Linked DNA regions of Zea mays: region 1 is linked to region 2. The links are chromatin contacts, called in public Hi-C maps. All regions are on one chromosome and are shown on one strand. The core of a region is the stretch at or near the end of the contact, and the rest is flanking DNA. Distances in the headings are between cores, read along the strand shown.

Region 1 (6,183 bases), core at 3,168-5,667, 250 kb after region 2:
TAACAAAAAAATGTATTCCATCTCTAACTCTTTCCAGCTGTTCCACTCTTTGTCAGTGTGCCACAGATAATTTCCCAAGTTTTAATCTATCGCTCACTATCACATTTGTTAAACGTTGTCTTGCCTAGCTCAACAACATATCATAAGGCTTAGAGATGACAATATGTACCAAAACCCGAATACCCAAAGAGTTTTGATATGAAAGCGGGTATAAGATAATTTATTTACCCATGGGCCATAGGTATGTTAAGGGCAAGAACATCTATCCGTCTAATAGATGGGTACAAGTACGAGTGATGAATACTACACATACTCATACACCCATAGATAAAATATACCCACACCATACCACTATTATCTTCTAATAAGATCGTGTTCATCAGGTTACTTTTGCATTGCAGACTGTACTGTTTATATAGTAAAGTTTGAATGTAGGAATGAAAATAGATAAGGTGCTGGAGATAGTTTAAAGCCATCTTAGCTACAAGAAAATTCTTTTCTAGCTACTATTTATTTAAGTCATATGGTTTGTTATATTTTAAGTTGATGTTTGTTTGGAACTTGAGTGACTGGTATATTAGAAGTTAAGATTTTTTCTTAGTAGTATGGGTTACTCTACGGATAAAATGTATTCGATGAGCACGAGTATAGAATGATAATACCCGACGGGTATATAACAGGGTATATAACAGTTGCCATTCCTAATAAGTCTGCACTGCAGTCAGACATTCCAGTCGATTTGCAAAAAACGCCAATGCAATTATACAAAGTGGTGAATGGGCATAGGAAGAAAAAGATGCCGCAAATTTTCTTCACAAGCAGCCGAACAAAATCAACTTGATCATCTAAATAGACTTATGATATGTGACAGTGAAAAGCTTTATGCAAGCATCATTGCTGAAGAAATGACCAGCTGGACAACAAACTGAAACATATTAGGACTTGTTCACTGAAACATATTAGGACTTGTTCGATTAGTTCTCAATTCATGTGGATTGAGTGGGATTGGATGAGTTTAAATCTCAAGCAAGTCAAAGTTCTTCTAAATTTTTTCTAATCTCATCCAATCCATGTATAATGGAAATAACCGAACAAGACATTCTGGAGAAAAACCACACACCTAAGCGGCTAAGCATCTGCCCAGAAAAAAACAAGAAAGGTAGGGCTCAACTGAGCAACCAACGCGCTCACAAAAATATTCGAAGAGCTGATCCTTTGAACAAAGATTGGGCTCAACTGAGCAACCAACTCATCATGAGAGTTATTACAATTCGTCAGGTGGGGGAGACCGACCAGTAAACTGGGCACTAGATGTGACTATACTCGGCTAAACAACCATTACCTGCCGATTCCCCAAAAACTGAAGCACCGAAGATGGCACCTCCAAGACTAGAAAGAAAAGCAATCTGTAAGCAAAACCAACCGTTGCTGGATCTTAAAATCGCATGGCAACATTTTTCTATTGCCAGCAAGATCTAATCTAATGATGTTAACAATAAAGTATATCGATCAACACCATCTCATTTATGCTAATGAGAAATCACATGTACTCATCTTATGGGCCACTCAGTGAGATGTTATATACGGTTTCCATGCTATCCCCACGGTTCTCTAATATCCTTCGAGCGCCTGCTCCCTTTCTGCAAACATGACAAGGCCCTCTGCCATCTTGTTTCGTGTTCAAGGACCCAGCAACTTCTTCCACCAGGCATACCCAAACAAGAGGATGGTGATCACAAAGCAGCCGGATGAGGTACCCCCGACAAATGGCCAGAAGAGGGTGTTATCGGTGTTGTACAGAGAGCTCGGGATGTTCATTGCAAAAGCTCCAACAATGAAAGTGTTGGCAGCTATGCCAAAGGATGCAATGGTCAGTGTAAGCTGGAGTTGGATTAGTTCATTACGCTGGTTGTCAAGTTGAATGTTGACGTAGTCTTCTGTGTCATCAATATACTCCCGAACCTGTTTTAATTTCAAGGACAAATCAGCATCCACATCCAGATGAATAGATGGATTGATGAAAACACCAAAACGAATGGTTTCTTCACCAAAAATCAGAAATGATAAAAGAATACGGTCCTACTTGTATAAACTGAGTTCTTGTTTGACAGAAAACAAAAGGTATATATCTTAGCAAGTGTATTCTCTCTAGCATAAGTGGATTATGTTTATGTATCATGAGACAGCACCATATAATTACAGAACCCACAATACAGGAGAACATATTCTACATTTATATTTCAGTGTGGATAAAGAGACTAACCGACAAGATTCTGTTGCGAATTCCATCCAGCTGCATGAAGTAGGCCTCAAGTAACATCTCTAGGTCTTCCACATCATTATCCAAATGCATGCTCGTAGCAACGCTCAAGCTACGCCGGAAGCTAGAGTTCAACCTGGGCACACCAGGTCCAGCAAGAACAATGCTGTTGGAAGCAGCAGATGACATTAAAGCCTCAACCTGTTGGTTTTGTACTTGCTTCCTTGTTAGATACAGATGTTCCATGTCTTCATTATCATCCAGAAGATGTTCTATTTCATCCCTGACCTGATAAAATATGATGCAAAAATACATAACAGATCCCAGTACAGCAGCATATGAAATATTACCAAGATTCTCACAAGCACAACAGAAACACTCAGCAGCTCACCACAATATGATGTAAACAATAAGCTCAAGAGAGAACGAAAAAGAACCCTACAGTTTATACCAAAAACCAAATTGCAATGGCTTATTTCTATTTGTCTTCCTGCAGCTAAAATTAATCATGCCTCCTTTACCAATCCACATGGATACACAACTGTAAGTACATCAAGCAATTCTTTTTGCATGAGCATAAAGACAGATAAGAAGATCAGAGCAAACAGTCAAGCTGGATTCGTTTGTGACTCTATGCACAAAGCAACTAAAACTACAACAATTCACATCATGAGGCAATCTAAGCAGCACAGTCATAAATAGGCAAGGTATACAGGCTGTTTGAAGAACTCAACCATACCTCCATTTTTGCAAATAGAATAGACTGTTGGAAACCAATTAATTAGGATTATCTTAGTAATATAATGCAATGGCCTTTTGATCAACAAAATTGACATGCGACAATAAGAAACAACCATGGTTATACACTGTTCAAATTCAGGTAGATTGAGGAATTAAGCACACATAGTCTTTCTTTAATGATACCTTTTGCACACGGGCAAGCAAACGGGTAAGATGACTCTTAAGGCTCCGCACTCGCTCAAGGTTCCTTGTGCTCACATTCTTTGTCAGTTCGTCAAGCACTGGAGTAGCATGCCTCTCAAGGTCATCAACGCTAAGGTCCAACGATGAGCACACAATCTCGAGCGCGACCTCCAGCACATGGAACTCAAATGGAAACTCATGCTCTGCCCCGGTCGCCTCATTAAGACGGGGCACCTGGCCTCCATGCGAGCCCCCCTGTTTTTCTCCATTGCCATCAGGGGCACATTCACCATTCCCACCCACAAGGCTCCTCAGAGGCAGGTGCTGCCTCAATTGATCAACGAAAGGGAGCACTTCGTGCATGAGAGGGTCCAACAGGAGCACCTCCTCGGCAGTAACTATCGCTCTGATGAATTCGAGGTTGATCACCATTGTCTTCTCCCTAGCTGCAGAATAAATCGTTGTTAATTACTTGTACAATACCAAAGTTTTGCGTCTTCTTGCTTTTATCACCACAAAAGAAGGACCGAATATTAAATAGGGCAGGGAGAAGGGGGTGTGCTCACCGAGGATGCTGGAGGAGCGAGAGAATACGGGACCAAGGATCCGTAGGTCGCGCGAGGGAAGGCCAGCGCGGCGGATTATGGTGGCCTTGTCGAGCTCGACGACCTCGGAGGCACCCCAGCGGTCCAGCCGCATCCACAGGCGCGCGCCGGGCTTCTTCTTGGTGATCTTCCCCGACAAGGCACCCCCGGCGCCCGCGGTGACTGAGAGGGGAGAGGGCGGCTGGGCGGTCTGCCCCGCCGCTGCAGAGTCCGGGGTCGCGGACGGCGAGGCGGCGGTGGGGGAGGCGAGAAGAGCCCTCGTCGCGTTGTCCTGCTTGGAGGGGGAAGGGAGGCGACGCCCGGAGCGATTCCGCTTGGAGGAGGACGAGGAGGATCTGGTGAAGAACGGAAGCTTCCGGCCGCCGGATCGCTTCCCCATGGCGTTGCGGCGGCGGCGTGCCGCGGCACCGGCACGGTCCACGGGGGTGAATGGGTCGGACGGCGGGTTCTGTCGTCGTGGTCGAACTCCAAATCTGTGGTAGACGAGTGGGCCGGTCAGGGCCAACCGCTCGTGAGAGGAAGCCCTAGGATGCTGGTCGGACGGTTGAAATTGCGTGCAGCGTCAACGCGCCAAGTTGCCGCGCTGGCGCTTGCCGCGAAAGAGAGACCACTATCCAGAAGCGAAGATAATATCTTCGTCTTCCCCCTTCTCGCCGATGGCTGCAACACCCACTGCCGCCGTTTTGCTCGCGCGCCCGCTCATCGCACTCTCCAGTGCTTTCACCTCCCCTCATCGTGCGCGGGTGCCGAGCGATCCCTCCTCCATCTCGGTGCCGCCACTGAGGAGTCGATGGTGCCAGTGGCGCGGCCCGCTCCGATCGCTGCCCCCCGAAGGTAAGATGCTTGGTGTGGTGGCGAAGGCTGCGCGCTTCAGCTAGTTTGGCAGTACTCGGTTTCGGTTCACTTGTGTGATGATACCCGTGCGTCTCAGGAGCTCCGGCCGAGCTGATGGAAGAGGACTCCAAGTTTGTGCCGTTGAACGCGGACGATCCCATGTACGGCCCACCGGTGAGTTGCGCCTCGCAGACGCAGTTGTTCTAAATCGTTGCATGCCTGTCATGTGACTACGTGGAAACACTGAAATTACAGTATATCATGCTCTTATATGTGGATTTCAGGCGCTACTGCTCATCGGATTTGAGAAAGGCGAAACTGTCACGGTTAGTGATGTCAATGTGCAGAGCATTAGTATTTTTCTCCATTTTTGCACTATTACATTTAAATGAACCAAAACGCTTCAATGGTGGCGCTCACTGCTCAGTAGTTGTTTTAGGGAAAAAAAAGAAAAAGAAAAAAAGGATACTACCTCCTCCTCCGCCTTGAAAAGGATGCAATTCTAGCTCTGTACTTTTAGTCAAATCATTTAAAGTTTGACGAAATTCATACTTAGTACTGGAATACTCCTATACGACACCAAATAGATATATTGATGATGGATCTAATAATACTTTTTTGATATCATAAATATTGAGAGGTTTTTTTGTATAAACTTGATAAACTCTAGATGTTTCGTATAAACTTGGTCAAACGCTAGAACTGCATTCTTTTCAGGACAGAGGGAGTGATATTTGGTAGTACAGTTGAAAACAATCACACATAGGGCTGTGCTTCGTTAGATTCCACCAAGCACATGGCCTCCCTGTATATCGTGTACCCAAGTTCTAGATACTCTATATGCCCCAGGTGTACTTTTTGGTGCCAAATTTCTCATGTTGTCATGTAGGCATCTGCTCAGAAACCTGAACATTTCATGTTTAAAGAAGTTGTAGAAAAAATATTATGTCTTGCATTTAGTGACATAGGCAGTAGTAAAAAAATTGTGTTGTGCTGCCAGTTCCAACTTATGTGAGTTCCACAATTTGTGCAGATTCAGGCCTTCCTGAAAGAGCTTGAAGGTGAATTCCTCAAGGCAAGTCATGCATCGGCTGTCACTGACATATGCAAGAATGCTCTATCCATATACATGTTGATTAGAGTGATCAAGTCACTTGTTTATTTTTTATTCCATATACTGTCAGCAAACTAGAGCAATCTTTTACAATTTTGCCATTGATAAGTTATTATTCTGCCTAGGTTAGCTGTCAGTTTTCTATGATAGAGAAAATTAGTTCTACTATATGTTTTTTTCTCGAACGAGATGAGCAAATGTTGGAGAATTCTGCTATACGTTATTGCAGATGGTACATGAACTGAAAAAAAATATGTGCACTCTCTAACAAGAAAAAAAGTGAAATAAATTTGAGTTCAATGGACAAGGCTTTACTTTATTCGTGCTGTGTTGTAAAAAATGTCAACAACAGTACACTCACTAAGTCACTAGCAATATAATTCACTTTATACCAGTATTCTTTATATTGCCTTTCTCTTGTTTTTGTCCTTAGTGTGATTGCAATT
Region 2 (6,261 bases), core at 2,074-4,573:
CATGCAGCTAATTAATTAAGTAAATTTGAGCGTTTCAATGGTCACACATATAAAGCTATATATATATATTGTGGATAACGTTCAAGATAGATAAAAAAAACTGTACCTGCGAGAAGCTTCCTGTGATGCCGATGATAAGTAGCAGATTGGCATACTGGTTCTTGCTGTAGTGGAATTTCGCCTTGAGGAAGTACTGCATTTTATTTGCAGCCCAGAGGGAAGGAGGAGTTAGAGCAACTCCAAAAGGATGTTAAAATTTTTACCAAAAACTGATTATTAAAAATAGTGCCATACTCTCCTCTGCCGCAAGAAGAACGGAGATCTCGCTTTGCAAGGAGCCAAACAATTCTAATAGTAGGTTTATTAACCAAATATATATAAAAAAATGCTCCAACGACATTATTTTAATCGTGTAATATATCATTCTTTCAGGAGAAGTCCTTAGTATTTATCTATCTATCTATGCCATGACATTATTATTGTTCCATGGGATATCTGCATACTGTTCATCTGTAATGTCGCGTGCCTTTTGTAAATAACAGAGCAAAAAGGGAGGTGTACTGTACCAGTAGTGCGCTCAGTAGGCCCGTCTCACCGAGGCCGTGGAAAAACGTGACGACGGCCGCACAGCAGAAGGTCGAGCTGCAAAAGTTGGTTTGGAGCATTGAGCACTCCCCATTTTAGAGAATGGAATGGAAGACGTCACCTGCTGCGACAATGGAATGGAAGACGTCACCTGCTGGTAAGAGCGGCTGCAATCTCCGACAGCGACGGCGCCTTCCGAAGTGGCGGGAGCCTTGGCAGCGACGCCGCCTCCTCGCTACTGCTGGAGGAGGGGAGGCAGAGCGGCCGGCGGCAGGCCGCCTCCTCGTCGCTGCCGCTGCCGGAGGAGGAGGAGGAAGAGGAGGATACGGAGGCTCCGCCGTCCGTCTCCTGGAGGAAGGCCTTCATGTAGACGGCCGTCGCGACGGCTGCCACCGCTGAGACCTGGCAGTAGTGCGATGCCGGTTACTTGACTTGCCCGATCGATCGGAATCAATTGAACCTTGAGCATCACGAATGCATATCCGATGGACGACGGACCTGAAACGTGGATGAGACGGGGAGGAAGCGGGCTGCCACGGTGCCGCCGACGAAGCCGGCGCTGCAGACGCCGGAGAAGACGCCGAAGGCCGCCGCGCGCCTCGTCTCCGGCACCCTGTCGGCCTGCGCGGGAGGGAGGGATCCAGGGGGACAAACTTGCACCCGTCTGTCAGATGGTGACGGACAAACGGCGGCAGCTTGGTATGTAGTGTAGGTAGGTAGTAGGAGTACCACGTAGGCAAGCGAGAGGGTCATCATGGTGCCTTCGCAGACCATCGCCGTCAGCGTCTTGGTCACGTAGTACGCGTAGAAGTAACCCTTGGTCCGGCCGTACGCCAGGATGCCTTGATTATTATATTTACGTACGGACACACAAGAGGAGAACGTTAGAAACAACGTCCACATTCACCTGGCTGCAACAAGTTTGTTTGTTTCTTCTTCAGAAATAAATGACAGCGGATTTACCGAGAGGAACGATGGACGCCGTGGCGGGCAGCGCCAGCAGTGCCTTCCGGCCGTACCTGTCGGACAGGTTGCCGACCACCGGCGTCAGGACCAGCGCCCCCAGCCCTGAAACCTGAAGCAGGAAACAGGTTTCAGATCTATTTCACTCGTCAACTGCGCTGCGCCCTGTGCTGCGCTGCGCCTATGCGTGTATACAGTGGCTGCGCCAGCATTTGTGTACAGTGGGTAGTGCCGACGGGATCGAGTGGTGGAAGGGGCACTCTGGCAGTGGAGTGGACTGTGGTCCAAGTCCGATAGACCGAGAGCGACTGGACAGCCGCGGGTTACTGGTGCGCGGTGGCGGGACGATGGCATGCGCGGTCTCGCCTTTCCGGCAGATTTGACATCCACTGGAGCTACTGCTACCTTTTTTTTTACCACCGCCGCACTGTTCTTTTAATTTCTTTTATATAATCTCTCCTTCCTTCCACGCTTTCTCTTTATTGACTACGACTTTTTCTTTACCGCCATTTCTTACCAGCTTCGGGACGTGTACGGGTGCCCCCTTTTGCTTTGGAGAGTTTTGACATCAATCAGGCCGCCGGCCAGGGAACAAACAAATGGCAAAGGAAAAAAGAGGGTATACGGTGGTCGGTGCGACGTTTGTGGCCGGGGTTCGGGCGGCCGCGTGACGTACGTTACCACGACCGCGCGCGCGCGCGGCCACTCCGCAGGGCTCTATCGAGGGGCACGGCGGTTACAGCGCCATCACCAATATGTCCATATCGCGACGACGCGCGACGGCGACACTGATGAAAGCTCACCGAGGTCCCGGGGAGAACGCACCGCACGCATCGGAGTCAGCTGAGACGACGCTCTCTCACGCACTCCCTGCCAATTGACGATTGTAATCCAGGACACTAACCGTACGTACTGAGCGTATACTAGTACTCGGCAGCAGCCACCCCACCCACGAGCTGGTCTGTGCGTGGGACAGGTGGTGTCCATGCCACTGCATGCGCACTTCCTAAAATCTCCATGCTCATGGGCCGAATTTAATTTAATGCCTTTTTTTAAAAAAAAATCTCAGCTCAGTAGAACGAAGACGAACAAGCTAGCACCAGCCCCGGTACCGGCCCTACGTGCTATTAATAATCTGTTCTAAAATAAATGAACCTCAATTTTTTTTGCCTTTTTTTTTTGGAGTACAGTGGTGATATTTTACAAGAGTATGCATATATACTTTCTCTCTTCGCGGAGGGATGGAGGGAAGGAGGAACTAGGAAGTATACGCAAAGGAAAGAGAGAAAGAAAAAGACAGGCAGCAGCTATTCATCGATCGATTGCTATCTTATTAGGTAGAGGAAGTCGTCCGAGGTTGAACTAGTGCACTAGTTATTAAAGCCATTGATGAGGAAGGAAACCAAACCAAAATAGCCGCATGCATGCACGGGCACGGCGACGCAGCAGTGAGCAAGCATGCAGACGACGCAGTGTGAATTTGGGGAAGCAGCTAGCTGCAGGGAGGAGAAGGATGAAGAGAGAGCTAGCTAGCTAGAGGGAGCTTATATATGTTACCGCCTGCTGGAGCCCGGTGAGGTAGATGGCGAGGGAGCACTCGTCGCGGCCGGGGCAGAGCGCCGCCATGGTGACGTCGGTCATCACCGGTGCGACCATGAAGGTGGAGAACCAGAAGAGGAAGGCGAACAGCAGCAGGTGCCCCAGACCCTCCATCACTCGATCCTCTCTCTCTCTCTTTTTATTTTTCATATGCTGCTCTGAGCCTGTGCTATTCTCTCTTCTACTACCCTCTTGCCCTCCTCCTGCAGATACTAATATAAGCCCGGCTGGGTCCATCCATTCGCCCCTTCTGCAGGTGATATTGCTCCATGTGTCTGGGGTCTGGGCTCCCACTCCCACCTACGGGCTTGTTCGGTTATTCCCAATACACATGGATTGGATGGGATTGGAAAAAATTGAGAAGAAGTTTGACTTGTTTGGGATTCAAACCCATCCAATCCCACTCAATCCACATGGATTGAGAGCTAACCGAACAAGCCCTACATGTATGTATGTATGGTCTTGGTAAGGATTTCAGGAAAAAAAGTTAATTAGAAGAGTAGACAATTCTACAGAAAAATCCTCAACTAGTGGAAAGCGAGCTGTGTGATGACTGCAGAGAATTTTCGACGGCCAGAATTATTTTCGGCGACTACAGTAGCTTACAGGCTTTAGCTGCTATATAAGCGTACGTACGTACGTCTCAGATGTCTCGGAGAGGAGATAGTTCCATCGTCGACCGGCTGTCTCGGTCGATGTGCTTAGCCGAGAAGAAAATTAAAGCAAGGTGATCTAAAGGTGCTGCATGCCGTGGACACACACACACACACACACATATATATATATATATATATATATATATATATATATATATATATATATATATATATATATATATATGATATCGCGGATCGGATCTGTGGGGTAGCGTTTTTTCTTCAAGGTTAGCCCGTCGACGAGGAGATTAGAAAAAAGGATCAGTAGCGAGAGGGAAAAAGGAAAAGAAAAGACAGGGTAGAAAGCAATATATATGCAAGGCGATGCACGTAATATAAGAATTCAGAGAAAAGAACGAAAGAAAAAAAATGGCGCTGCTGGTGGTGGTGCATGCCTTTCGATCACCTTCTTCGTGTTCCTTTTTCATATTTAACTTGTCGGGTTGATATATATTCGGTGGAGAGACCATCAGCGGTCGTACGTACTAGCCTGCTTTTGGTTCCTTTGGAACATGATACGTATATACGCGTCCACGAGGACGGTATGCATGCTTGTATATATATTACCCAGAAGCATCGTCTCAGTGTATGATAGAGAACCGGTGTTGTTTTTTTATTACTCCCTCCGTCCAAAAATATAAGTTATTTCAAAATTCTCAGAGAGTAAAAAAAAATTAAAGTTTGACAAAAAATATAGCGAGAATCATAAGGATTTATGACACGAAATAGATATAGTATGAAAATATACTTAATGCAGAATCTAATTGTATACATTTGATATCGTAAATGTTATTACTTCATTGTATAAATTTGGTCAAACTTGAAAAAACTTTGACTCTCCAAAAATCTTGGAATGACTTAAAATCACTACCGGAATCCGAGGCTTTGCCGAGTGTTGTATTCTTTGCCGAGTGCCTTTTGTCGGGCACTCGGTAAAGTTAGGCTCTCGGCAAAGAGCCCCTTTACCGAGTGCTGAACACTCGGCACAGGTAGGCACTCGGCAAAGACAAGTTTGCCGAGTGTCACACACTCGGCAAACGGGGCTCTCGGCAAAGGGCCGTCAGCGGCCGTCCCAGAGCTGACGGCCGTCAGTCTTTGCCGAGAGCCAACGGCTGGCACTCGGCAAAGAGGCTTCTTTGCCGAGTGCCACGTAGTAGACACTCGGCAAAGCCCTCTTTGCCGAGTGTCATCTCCAGACACTCGGCAAAGTGTATTTTCATTTTTTTTTATTTTGTCTCCCAAACTTTTTGTGGTATATATGTTCCTACACTATGTAGACCTACATGTATCATTTATGGACAATTATAACATAGTTTCCATAGTTAGTAGATTTAGTTCTTTTATTTGAATTTCTTCGGAAAATTCAAATTTGAACTGCAGGTCACTCGAAACTTGGAAAACCGTGCATGAAAAAATGATATTCATGTTACTTAGCATAAGTTACGACCGATTGCAGAAGCGTACCGGAAACTTCGAGCAACATGCTCACTAAACATGGCCGTGAACTTGGCATCCACATGTTTAAAAATTGTATAAAACACAAACAAAGTCAGAAAATCATGAAACTTGTCCACGTGTCATGATATCATATGTACAGGCTGTGATAAAAATTTTAGAATGTTTGGAGAAAGTTGTGAGACACTATGTGTAGAAACCTAAGAGATCCACATGAAATCTAAGAGTTATTTCATGTGGATCTCTTAGGTTTCTACACATAGTGTCTCACAACTTTCTCCAAACATTCTAAATTTTTTATCACAGCCTATACATATGATATCATGACACGTGGACAAGTTTCATGATTTTCTGACTTTGTTTGTGTTTTATACAATTTTTAAACAACTGGATAACAAGTTCATGGCCATGTTGAGTGAGCATGGTGCTCGAAGTTTCCGGTCCGCTCCTAAAGTCGATCGTAACTTGTGCTAAATAGCATATTTATTATGTTTGCATGCACAGTTTTCCAAGTTTCGAGTGACTTGCAGTTCAACTGTGAATTTTCCGAAGAAATTCAAATAAACGAACTAAATCTACTAGCTATAGAAAAAACTTTTCTAATTGTCTCAAAATGGTACATGTAGGTCTACATAGTGTAGGAACATACCACAAAAAGTTTGGTTGCCAAAATTTAAAAAATAAAAATGTACTTTGCCGAGTGTTAAATTATGACACTCGGTAAAGATAGCTTTGCCGAGTGTCAGTCGGTTGACACTCGGCAAAGAATCTTCTTTGCTGAGTGCTATCCCCTTGGCACTCGGCAAAGAACATAGAAAAAATCTTTGCCGAGTACCTGTCAGTTGACACTCGGCAAAGCCGCCTTTGCCGAGTGCCCGCGATCTAGCACTCGGCAAAACATATTTTAAAATTAAAAAAAATCTTTGCCGAGTGCCAGATCGCGGGCACTCGGCAAAGAGGAGAAATAAACGCCCCGCGCGCCTTCTCCTTTCTCCTTCCTCTC

Evidence for each region. Hi-C and Micro-C count contacts between places; a contact is called where the count stands out from the background.
Region 1: a Hi-C map of tassel shows a contact between it and region 2, with 3 times the contacts expected there. The contact joins the promoter of LOC100278262 here to the promoter of LOC100191596 in region 2. A contact is called at or near these places in 2 of 25 Hi-C or Micro-C datasets (ear and tassel).

Annotation. Positions count from the first base shown.
Region 1 is chr1:87,021,652-87,027,834 of Zm-B73-REFERENCE-NAM-5.0, forward strand. It overlaps LOC100278262, which reads left to right and starts at 4,418. Exons shown (of 8, transcript NM_001151594.1): 1 at 4,418-4,623; 2 at 4,721-4,797; 3 at 4,908-4,949; 4 at 5,657-5,698. The coding sequence starts at 4,446. It overlaps LOC103637617 (putative magnesium transporter MRS2-G), which reads right to left and starts at 4,711. Exons shown (of 4, transcript XM_008659876.3): 1 at 3,751-4,711; 2 at 3,185-3,630; 3 at 2,264-2,548; 4 at 1,161-1,962. The coding sequence starts at 4,168. The coding sequence ends at 1,681.
Region 2 is chr1:86,775,955-86,782,215 of Zm-B73-REFERENCE-NAM-5.0, forward strand. LOC100191596 (tetracycline transporter protein) reads right to left here and starts at 3,324. Exons shown (of 14, transcript NM_001137026.1): 1 at 3,106-3,324; 2 at 1,549-1,660; 3 at 1,315-1,427; 4 at 1,084-1,206; 5 at 737-987; 6 at 567-642; 7 at 107-193. The coding sequence starts at 3,297.